Linked DNA regions of Sus scrofa: all the other regions are linked to region 2. Evidence: chromatin contacts called from public HiChIP or PLAC-seq data. All regions are on one chromosome and are shown on one strand. The core of a region is the stretch at or near the end of the contact, and the rest is flanking DNA. Distances in the headings are between cores, read along the strand shown. Region 1 overlaps GSE1 (genetic suppressor element 1). Region 2 overlaps GSE1 (genetic suppressor element 1). Region 3 overlaps GSE1 (genetic suppressor element 1).

Region 1 (3,592 bases), core at 835-3,334, 210 kb after region 2:
GGTTAGATTCCGGGCCCTGGGATGAGAGCATCCTGGATGACCCAGTGGGTTCAGAGCAGTCGCAAGGGTGCGTGTAAGGGGCAGGCAGGAGGGGGTGTGCTGCCAAAGTGACAGGCTGGCAGGATGCGAGCCTGGGACGCGGGCACCTCTAGAAGCCAGAAGAGAAAACCGATTCTTCCCTGGAGCCTCCAGAAGGAACCAGCCCCGTGACACCTTGATTCTAGCCCCAGGAGACCCACGTCAGATCCCAGACCTCCAGACTGTAAGGTAATGAACTTGGGCTGCTCTCAAGTGCCAAGTTCACGGGACCTGTGACAGCAGCCACAGGAAACTAACATAACTAGGGAAGAAAGCTGTTCCCAGACTCTCAGCACTGACACACAGTAGTCGCTCCATAAATGCGCTTCTCTGCGTATTTGATCCAGGAGTTCTCAGCCCCTCCTCAGAGGCAGTCAAGTTCAAGGGAGAAAAAGGACGGATCCCTTAAGGTGACCTTGAAGTGCCCTTGACCCCACTACCATCACACTATGAAACCTCAGGGAAAAGCAGACAGCCTGTGGCTGCTGGAATTTTATATTTTAGCAAGAATCTCATTTCCTCTTTACCTTCCCCTCGACCGGCCCCTCAGCACCAGCTGACTTAAAACCTGTATGCACTCAACAAACACGGATCAAGCACCACTGGGCCGGGCGCTGGAGAGATAAAGTCAGTGAGCTACGGTCCCTGCTCTCATGGAGAGGGCAGGCATGCTGAGCCCAGGCTGCCTCAGGGCCTTTGCACCTGCTCTTCCCGGAACTCTGCCCAGGACCATCTCCGCAGCAAGGCCTTCTGGGAGCAGCCCGCCTACCGTTGCCACCCTCACCTCTCCGTGATCTCCTGCCCTATTTTGCTTCATGGCCCCTGTCACCACCTGGCATCACACATGCTGCCCAGCACAGTCTCTGGCACATGGTGGGTATTCAGTAAACACTGGTGAACAGGGTACAGACGAGAGCAGCGGGGTAGAGGCAGAGACGGATGTGTGAACAGGCAACCGTGCTGCAGACACAAACAGAGTGGGCTGCTGGGAGGGATCCCCAGTTTTCAGATGCTTCTTGCTCTGAATTAGAAGGTCATGGGTGAGAGGTGGTGTGCCCACAGGGAGGGTCTTTCAGATGATGCTCTTTGAGCCAGCCGGATGCATATGGTACCATGACAGCCAGAGTCCTGCAAGCTCCAGCTTCTGCATGTGCCAGCTTGAATTTGGTCAAGGGGACAGCAGGGTGCTGGGTGGGTGCAGGCTAGGGCCGGGCTGGCAGACAGGTGGGCCCAAGAGCAGCAGCCCTTGCGGGGGTGGTCTCTGCCGGTTCCTGCTCCCAGGGGTCCCTGACACCAGTCCCGAGATACCCGACCCTGAGCCCCGGAACAATCATTTCTCTGGCTCAGCTGATTGCTTCTTTTCTGCCTGAAGTTTTCATCACAAACTTATTTGGAAAGAAATGAGCATGAAGGGCAAACAGACCCGCTGGCCAGCCACTTGGCCGGGTCTAAACAGTTGCTTTTACCTTCATGACTTTTTTTTTTTTTTTTTTTTTTTTTGTCTTTTTGTCTTTTCTAGGGCCACTCCTATGGCATATGGAGATTCCCAGGCTAGGGGTCTAATCAGAGCTATAGCCACTGGCCTACACCACAGCCACAGCAATGCAGGATCCAGGCTGCATCTGTGACCTACACTACAGCTCAAGGCAACACCAGGTCCTTAACCCACTGAGTGAGCCCAGGGATCGAACCTGCAACCTCATGGGTCCTAATTGGGTTCATTAGCCACTGAGCCACAATGGGAACTCCCCTTCGTGCCATTTTGCACGTCACGTGAGTCAGCGCTCAGTTCATTGTACTGAACCACCTGAGTTCTCTTTTCTTTTTCAGGTCATGGAAATCTGAATCAGTCAGAGGAACCAAAGAGTCACACACCAGCCCAGGGGCCAGCTGAAAGCCACCAACCCTGGCAGCGGAGGAGCAGGGTGGGAAGGGGTTTCAGGCCCAGCACGGCGCGTCCCCGCTCCACGCTCAGAGGCTCCCGGGGGAAGAGGAGCTGCCCAGCCAAGAGCCTCCTGGGCTCGCTGAGCTTCTCAGCCTCCTGCCCCGACTTGCAAGCTCTGCGCTCCCCTCTGTTCCAAGAAGTTGCCGAGAAGATAAACACTCACAGGTTGGAGAGAAAACAGACTTGGGGTCCCAGCTTGGCTGGAGACGTACAAGGGAAGGGAGGGCTGATGGGCGCAGGGGGGCCCCGTCAACCGCCCAAAGAGCCTCTCCATCCAGCTGGGAAGCGGGCCGGGGGAGCTGCAGCCAAACCCGGCCCCCGTGCCCTCTGAGCAGCTGCCGCTTGGCCGCGGGCACAGGCGTCCTCCCAGCGCCTGCCGCCAACGCGCGCGGCACCAGCCGCCGCTCCAGACCAGGCGTGCCAAGGTCGACTTAGGCCCGAGCCAAGTACCCAAGTGGAGGCCCTGCCTTCCTGGCCATGGAGACCCAACCCCGCTGGCTGGGAGTCCGTTTGCACACAACAAAGGAGAGACAAAAGCCACGGCGGGGCCAGGGCCAGCTCCCGCATCCCCAGGTGCCTGGCACGGCGCTCAGCAAGGGACGGGAATAGCCTCTCGGACCCACCTGGCGATTGCAGGGGACACCGAGGCCCAGAGAGGGTGTCTGCTTAACACCAAAAGCTCAGACAGAGCAGATCCGAGATTTGAATTGAGGGAGTGCCCGTCCGGAGCCAAAGACTTAGACTCCACACCCAACAAACACTGATTTGATTTAAACACAGAGCTACAAAGGACAAGAGGAGGAAGAAGCCAGAGCAGCCCCAGAACGGACACCGCACATCAGCAACTAACATGGTTCAAGGTCCAGGAAACTCCTACTGCTGTGTCCTCACGGCTCTTGGGTTGCATCTTCCAGGGGTAACCCCCCGCCCCCCAGCTCCAAAAACTCAGCACAGGTCTGAGGGGCTCAGCTTCTGAGAAGCTGCCTGATCCCCAGTGCTGGCAGCTTGACTCTGGGGGCCCCTTCCTGGGAGCGCTGGCTGAGCTACAGCATCTGCAGCAAAGTCCCCCCACATCCGCGGAGCCAGGGAGCCCAGGCAGAGGCTGGTGACGCAGTGGGCAGAGGGCACAGGCAGCTGAGCTGAGCCATCGGCTCTAGGGGATGCACTGTCCCCAGTGGCTTCGCAGCAGCAGACAACGATGTGCACTGAGTGATTGGTAAGGCGAAGCAGCCCCAGGGCATGGGCACGGGCCAGGATGAGGAAGCAGAGAGGGCACACAGAGGCCACCCCAGGCAAAGCCTCAGCCTGGCCCGCAGAGCCCCAGAGGGTAAGCTGGCCTTTTGCTGGCAGCCAGGCCTGGTCCTCACACTCCCACACCTGCCCGAGGATGAGAACTCCCAGCGTTTCTCCCAGAAGGAGCACAGAGGGACCCGGGGAGGGCGTGCAGGTGCAGCAGGACAGACTCAGACCCAGTTCTTGAAGCTCACGGACCAGTGGGTGATCCGTTCGGTGGGCTGGCCGGCCGGGCCAGCGACGGCAAACCCTCCACCATGCCCGGGCCCCCCTGTA
Region 2 (3,443 bases), core at 771-3,270:
AGGGGCCCTCCCGCTGACTACTGCACACATACCCCAGGCCTGCCCTTGGGGTCTCAGACAACCGTGGCGGGGGGGCACCAGCAGAAAACTGAGCCCAGGAGCTGTTCCAAGGCCACACAGCTCAGCAGCCCATTTAGGGCTCGAACCCCATGTCCTAGGCTCCGATACAGCCTTCTCACCACTCAGGATGTCACCTGTCCGACCCAAGGCCTAACCGAGATGCCAGAACAAAAGATGCTAAGATGCACTTGACCGCAGGGGTTTAGAACCACGTCCAAAGCCCATGAGACATCCCCTCAAGGCGGGAAGGAAGCCCAGGCTCTCAATGTGGGCCAGACCTCTCCACTACTCCAGTCAACAGAGGACGGCCGGAGCCTGGACACTGCCACCGGGAGGCTCTCGGTGGCTCCCAGCCGCCTCCCTGCACTCCCGCGGGTCCCTGGGCCAGGCTGTGAGGACACCCCAGCAGCCTGTGGGGACCGAGGCCCCCCGCCAACAGCCATGTGAGGCCCCATCTGGGCAGCCGCTCCTCCAGGCCCAGGGGAGCCTTCAGATGAGACCCCAGCCCCCGAGACAGTTTGCATCCGACTCTGAACCAGGGCCACCCGGCTAGCTGCCCCCAGATCCACACATGCTCAGGTGTGGGACCATCTGTTCCACAGCGTCAGCTGACAGGTGCAGGGAGCACCGCCATGTCCTCCGTGCATCAAGCCTCTCAATCTCTGCTCCCTCCTTCCTGGACGCAGAGACGCCCGACCCTCGGCAAATGCTCTGCACCTTCACCCCCCCACCCCCGTCTCCGAAATGGGCCCCTCTGATGCCGTCGGAGGCCATCAACCACCTGCCTCCCCTTTCTCGCACTTCTGGGGGGACCAGCCACCATCCTTTAAATCCTATCACCTCACAGAGAAAGATGTCCCCAGGCCCCTGTTACAGAGAGAGGACCCCAGGCTTGCGCCCAGGGGCGGACGGGTGGTCGACGGCAGGGCTGGGGTTACCTGAACACGGCACCTGTGTCCTGTTCCCATAGAGCTGGTCGGGGCCCAGACCTAGGCCCATTCTGGGGGTGCAGGAGGGGGGCCTCGCTCTGCTGTGCCCCACAGCCCACACACGTGTGCTGCCGTGAGACGGAGGGTCGGGGGCGAGCAGGGAGGGGAGGCAGGCAGTGAGCTCCTGCACCTCGTGGGGGCCAGCTCCCACAGCCCAGGAGCAGATGTGAGGTCACTACCCAGTGGCCATGTGACAGGCCAGCCAGCTGGCAACCTGGGCAGACATGCTGTTTCCACCAGCTGCCAGCGCTGGGCAGGATGGGAGCGGTACTAGAATAAGGGGGGAGCAGCCACAGGGCAAATCCCGGGTCAGACCCCAGAGCATCACATGTCCCTAAAGGTCACTCGTGGGGTCTTTAGCTGGCAGAGGAAGAGCAATTTTCTTGTTAGCACTTCTACTTTTTTCTTTTCTTTCCTTTTTTTTTTTTTTTTTTTTGGCTATACCTGAGGCATGTGGGAGTTCTCAGTCCAGAGACTGAACCTGCACCACAGCCATGACAACACTGGGTCCTTAACCCACTGCACCACCAGGGAGCTCCCAGCCTATTTACTTCCCTGTGTCCTGGTTTTTCTGTAGTGAACCCGGTTTTTAAAAACGGGGGACCCTCAAAGAGACTTGCCTGCATGAGGCTGGTACAACCAACAGGAGCACAGGGCACCCTGCTGACCAGATGAGGGAGCTGAAGGAACTGGGGTGCCCCTGCTGGACCCCAAATGCTCTCCCGTAACCCCAGCCTTTCCCATGACCAGGGTCCCCACAGGCAGGTCTGCCCTCTGTCCCCTCCCTCCCTGGGCCAGGCGCCACCTGCATGCCACTGTCACACTGCTCCTGGCATCCAGGGATACCCCCACCCTCTCTGAGCCTTCCCTCCCCGCCTTCAAAGCCTGGCACCTGCTGCCGAGGCCCCACCAGAGGCCTGCAACGCCCCACAGACAACCCCTCGGCCCCGGGGGGGTCCCCCAAAGCCAGCGTCCCTGCCGTGGTGTCAGCCGTGGGCTCTGGAGCAGCTTTGAGCAGGAAAGCTGCTCTGCTGATGTCAGGTCACTTAAAATAGAATTCCAAATGAGCAGCTTTGTTAGGGGAGTCTAAAATTAGCATTCCTCCTCAGCAGGCGAGCCCTGGCGGGCTGGGGAGGGGTGGTGGGGGCTGCGGGACCACAGGCAGCCCAGCTGGGGGGACAGCCCCCTCGCACCTGGGATGCAGAAGGACAAAGGCCAAATGCGGGGGACCCAGAGACCCCGCACAGGTCACCGTCGTCGGGGGCCCACACCCACCTCTGTGGCCTCACGCCCCTCACAGGCTCAGCGTCACTCCAGGGCAGGGCTGGGGGACAGTCTGTCCCCCAGCCCTGCCCAGGTAGGCTGGCCCGGCCTCCCCCACAGAGGTGTTCTGCAGAGGCCAGGCAGGTGCCATACGTGACCATGGAGGCCCCAGGGGCGGGGGAGCCTTGAGATGGCCCTGGTAACCTCAGGAAGCTGAGAAGCAGGAGCACTGACGCCCCCCCCCCCCGGCTCCCCCCCCCCCCCCCCGCTTTAGAGAGGTATTTATTAACTTCTGTGCTCCCGGCCATCACTGAGCTCTTGTCTGCATTATCAGCTCATGTAAATTCATTATCCTAACAGCTGGGAACAGGCTTGGCCGGGAGGAGGGCCCGTGATGGATGAGGCCTGGGGGGCTGGGGTGGCGACACGGCTCCCTCTCTGTGGCACCAGCCCCCACACGTGGAGCTCAGGTGGCCTCCTGGGCACCACACGTGCTCAGCCCTGGACAGGCGCCTCCTGCCACCACCATCGCCTGCCTGCTCGACCCCCCAGCAGAAAACAGCAGCCACAGCCAGACACGGGGAGGCGGGAGCCCCTGCCCTGTGCCCGAGGCCGAGGGCAGGGGGAGAGGGAACGCTGCCAGGCCAACGGTACCCACAAACCAACCTGGCCCCTCGTCGCACGGATGCCCACAGTCTAAGAAGCAATGACCTCTGGCCCCAGGACGGCCCAGGGAGGCCCTCGCCTTAACTGTCCATCTACCAAAGTCTGGTGTCCTTCCTGAATCCTGGGTTCTCTTCCCTGCCCAGGCCTCTCACGGCCAGCAGCAGCACAAAGCTTATATAAAAAAAAAAAAAGCGAAGACGACAAATCCACTCCGAAGGGCGCGCCGGGCTGGAGGCACGGCGGACGCTTTTCCAGAACCCGCCCCGTCCGGGGTTCTTCTGAACAGACCCCGATCGATCGGGTCCCCGCTGGCCAAACGCTCCGAACAGCAGGACTTAAGAGGGGGGGCCGGCCGCGCTCCCCCCTCGGCGGCCGGCGGAGGGCGTTATTAATCAGCACGCCGCGGCCTCCCTCCAGCCTCCCGCGGATCCCGTAATTACGGCTTCCTTTCATCCCGCTCTTCCG
Region 3 (3,530 bases), core at 942-3,441, 190 kb after region 2:
TTTTCTCTATCTTTGATCATCTCGAAAGTTCGAAAGCAGAATGGGGAGGGCTGGCTGGCTAAGTCTCGATGGTTCTTGACTTCTGAAGAACTTGCATTAGTCACGCGAGGTGCCAGCTTGGTTATGAGGGTGCAGGTGTTCAGGGTTGGGGCTCAGACTGGCCACACTGAGGGCGTGACTTGACAGGCTCCCGGTCCAGGCAGAGCCGCCAGGCTGGGCTGGGGGCAGCCTGGAGGCCAGGTCTGTCTCTGCCCAGGGGCGACCTCTCAGCCATCAGCGAGCGGGGCTGGGGGGCTACGCGCTGGGATGTGCACCCATGAGGGTGGGGGCCTCGGCTGTCCGCTGACAGGTGCAGTCCCTGTGCCCGGGGTGCTTGGCCCACGGCGGGTGCTCAGCAAACACGCACGATGACAATTCTCAATGCGACTGTTACCTCCACTGTACAGACGAGGAAACTATCCAGGGGCTCGAAAAAGCCTGCGGGATTGCGGGCAGGGAAGTCCGGAGCGGGGACAAGCCGTATGCATCACCATTTCTCCCCGAGGCTGGGTGGCTGGGTGGCTCTCCTATTCCTTGTGTTTCTCTGAATGCATCACATACGCACAGTGAGACACAATAAAGTCCCTGCAGTCCCTGTGGACAGAACCCCTCAAAGAAGCTGGCCCTGGAGCTCCCGCTGTGGCTCAGTGGTTAACAAACCCAACTAGTATCCAAGAGGATGCGGGTTCGATCCCTGGCCTTGCTCAGCAGATTAAGGATCCGACGTTGCCACAAGCCGTGGTGTAGGTCACAGATGTGGCTCGGATCTGGCGTTGCTGTGGCTGTGGGGTAGGCTGGCAGCTGCAGCTCTGATCGGACCCCTAGCCTGGGACTTGTCACATGGTGCAGGTATGGCCCGAAACCGCCCCCCTCCCCAAAAAAAGAAGCTGGTCTTTCCAAGGGTGCGTGGGGTCCTGCTGGGGTTGGGGGCAGCCAGATGCTACTCTGAAGGCTCCCCAGGGCACCACACACACGCATGCACAGACCCACGCAATGCACACCCACCTGCACTTGTGTATTTATTACTCCAGTCAGATGGTACACACTGACATACGTGGACACACAATGCAAATACACACTGGCGTGTATGCACACAGCAGTGCACACCACCACCAGGTAGGCATGAAAGCACACACTCACACACGCACACGGACGTTACACACCATGTGAGGATGCATACATGCCACAATCGCACGTATGTCCACACGTGCACACAGCCCCACCCACCTAAACAGGCACCCACATCCCCACACACCTCCACACACATTCCCCGGGGCAGGATCAAGTGACCAGAAAGGGACAACTGTCCACTGGCCCAGGAACCCGGGACTGGCTGTGAGCTCTGGGTTCCCCCGTGAGCTCTGCTGCCACAGTTTCAGGAAGCTCAGCCTCTCAATTCGAGCCTATTGCTACAGCCGGGGACGCTGAGGTGTGTCCCCATTTTTACAGCTGGGACGCTGAGGTGCCAGGTCCCGCAGCGATCTGCCTGAGAGGACAGGATCCGGTATTTGTTTAGTGGCTTTAGACCCGGAAGCCTTGACGGGCGGCGCCTTGATCCAGTCTTGCCACGGCCGCAGGTGGCAGACGTGGCCCCACGCTACAGACACAACAGAAGGTACAATGATGTTTGCAAAGACAGACGGGACGGGACGCCGTGGAGTGGAGGCTATTATCAGGCCCATTTTGCAGAAGTGAACACCAAGGGGTGGAGAGGTGACACCACTTGGCTGGGTCTGAACCCCAGAGACTTTGGGATGCAGAGCGAGAGGCGTCTACTGGGCAGCAGAGAATCACCTGGAAGCCCTGAAAATGCACCACGGCCTGGAACCCCTACCCTGAGAGTCCGACTTAAGTGGTCTGTGCGGTGGAGGGTGGGCCTCAGGACTTTGGAAAAGCAGGGCCAAGGGCAGGCCCCAGCTTTTCGGCGCTCATCTGCTTCTGGAATCCTCTTGCCTCCCTCTGCGAGGGCTCCCAGGGGAGACGCCTGAGTTGAAATCAGACTGCAGGTGGGGCCCCCTTCCCACGTCATTTCAATCCCTGAGGCCAGCAGGTCCCCAGAGAAGCAGTTGGGAAGACGACCAAGGTGTGAGGCTGGCGGGTGTCCTTGAGCGGGGCCAGATGGCCGCTCCCACGGCAGGTGGTGCCGCCCGCGCTGCCAGAAGCTCCAGGGAGGCCCGGGGCTGAGTCAGAAACCTAGGCTCCCTGCCCGGAAGGTGACTTTGGAACCTTGTGAATTCGGATGTGACAGCTCCAGAAGCTGGGAGGAGCCCTCGGCTACAGAATCAGCCCCTCCCCAAGCCTTGGTCACCAAGGACCACGTGCTCCGGGGCAGGGACAGCGCAAGGGGACCCCAATGCCATGCACCTGCCTGCGGTGGGGGAGGGGGAGCACAGTACCTGCACCAGGGGTGGGCACAGAGGGGTGTGTGTGTCTATGAAGGCGGAGGGCCAGGGGTCTCCAGCCAGTGGGCTGTGCTGTGTGACCCTGGATCCAGCACTCTGCCTCTCTCAGCTGTGTTTACGTCCCCATTTGGGAAAAGGGGAAAGAAACCTCCCTTTGCCGGCAGCTGAGGTCTTTGAACCCCGGCCCTGTGAGAGCGAAACCAAGCCTCACTTCCTCCCTGCCTCCCGGGCCAGACTTGGGGGATCAGGACCGAGGGGGGGCCCAGGGAGTGTTGTCGTCTCCCCCTTTGCACCCCCTGATTCCCCCGTCATCGCTGGGGGGGGGGCTTTCTCCCATCTTTTGATTTCCTGTTCCCCACGCCCTCTCTTTCTCTGTCTCCCTTGCCAGATGGTCCCAAGCCTGGTGGGGTCACAGGCTCTCCGGAGAGGGCACTCCCCGCCCCAGACAGGAAACAGCAGCCTCCTGGGGGGCCCCCAGCGCTAAGGCCTTCCAGATGCGGCCTCTTCTGACGCACCCCTGGTTCGCGTCCCGGCAGGACCGTGACTTCCAAGGGGTCCCCGTGCTGCTCCGGCGGCCCCTGGACGTTCAGTCTGACCCGGGGAGACCTTGGACGTGGCCCGGATGCCCTGGAGCGCGCAGAGCCGCCCCCTTTCCAAGTTGGGGAAAGGAAGGCGCCGTGGGGCCTGGGCCAACTGATTTCCTGCGCTGGCGCCTGGCGGTGGGCAGCCCGCCTTTGGCAGCGGCTTGGCATCAGAAGGCGCTGGCAGACCGCAGAAGTGGAGGGGGCCGGCGGGGCGGCTCCCACACGTCCAGTTCGCCCAGGCACCCAGGACAGCGGCGCCTCCCACCTCGTCCTGAAAGTGGGTGCCGGGGGTGGGGAGTGTTTTGCATCCTGGTTGCTATGCATCGGCTCTATCCTGGAGTTCAAGCCGGGACCTGTCTCCCTCCGTGAGAGCCTGTGGCCGAATATTTCCTGTCTCTTAAAACAAGGTTCACCCGCCCTCTCCCAAGTCGCTGGCCCCCCACTGCCCGAGCTGGCATGGAAGAGGCCCCGCTCTAGCCACCCCTCCCTCATCGCCCAGGGGCCT

The links. HiChIP or PLAC-seq counts read pairs in DNA pulled down with a chosen protein or histone mark.
Region 1: a contact with region 2 is called in an H3K27ac HiChIP or PLAC-seq map of skeletal muscle, with 4 times the contacts expected there. The contact joins two enhancer-like sites. A contact is called at or near these places in 1 of 47 Hi-C or Micro-C datasets (embryonic fibroblasts) and 1 of 2 datasets of contacts at active chromatin or transcription factors (skeletal muscle).
Region 3: an H3K27ac HiChIP or PLAC-seq map of skeletal muscle shows a contact between it and region 2. The contact joins two enhancer-like sites. A contact is called at or near these places in 1 of 5 promoter capture datasets (liver), 3 of 47 Hi-C or Micro-C datasets (fetal liver, liver and skeletal muscle) and 1 of 2 datasets of contacts at active chromatin or transcription factors (skeletal muscle).

Annotation. Positions count from the first base shown.
Region 1 is chr6:3,495,592-3,499,183 of Sscrofa11.1, forward strand. All of the region lies in intron 2 of GSE1 (genetic suppressor element 1), which reads right to left. Among named protein-coding and RNA genes, the nearest start is that of GSE1, 160 kb to the right of the region's middle. Within about 2 kb of position 2,085, at least 4 of the 83 cell types and tissues checked have an H3K27ac peak or open chromatin away from gene starts, as enhancers often do. A contact at or near this core is called in skeletal muscle, where this site is marked.
Region 2 is chr6:3,282,216-3,285,658 of Sscrofa11.1, forward strand. The region is part of intron 2 of GSE1 (genetic suppressor element 1); the gene reads right to left. Among named protein-coding and RNA genes, the nearest start is that of GINS2, 65 kb to the left of the region's middle. Within about 2 kb of position 2,021, at least 12 of the 83 cell types and tissues checked have an H3K27ac peak or open chromatin away from gene starts, as enhancers often do. A contact at or near this core is called in skeletal muscle, where this site is marked.
Region 3 is chr6:3,467,805-3,471,334 of Sscrofa11.1, forward strand. All of the region lies in intron 2 of GSE1 (genetic suppressor element 1), which reads right to left. Among named protein-coding and RNA genes, the nearest start is that of GSE1, 190 kb to the right of the region's middle. Within about 2 kb of position 2,192, at least 17 of the 83 cell types and tissues checked have an H3K27ac peak or open chromatin away from gene starts, as enhancers often do. A contact at or near this core is called in skeletal muscle, where this site is marked.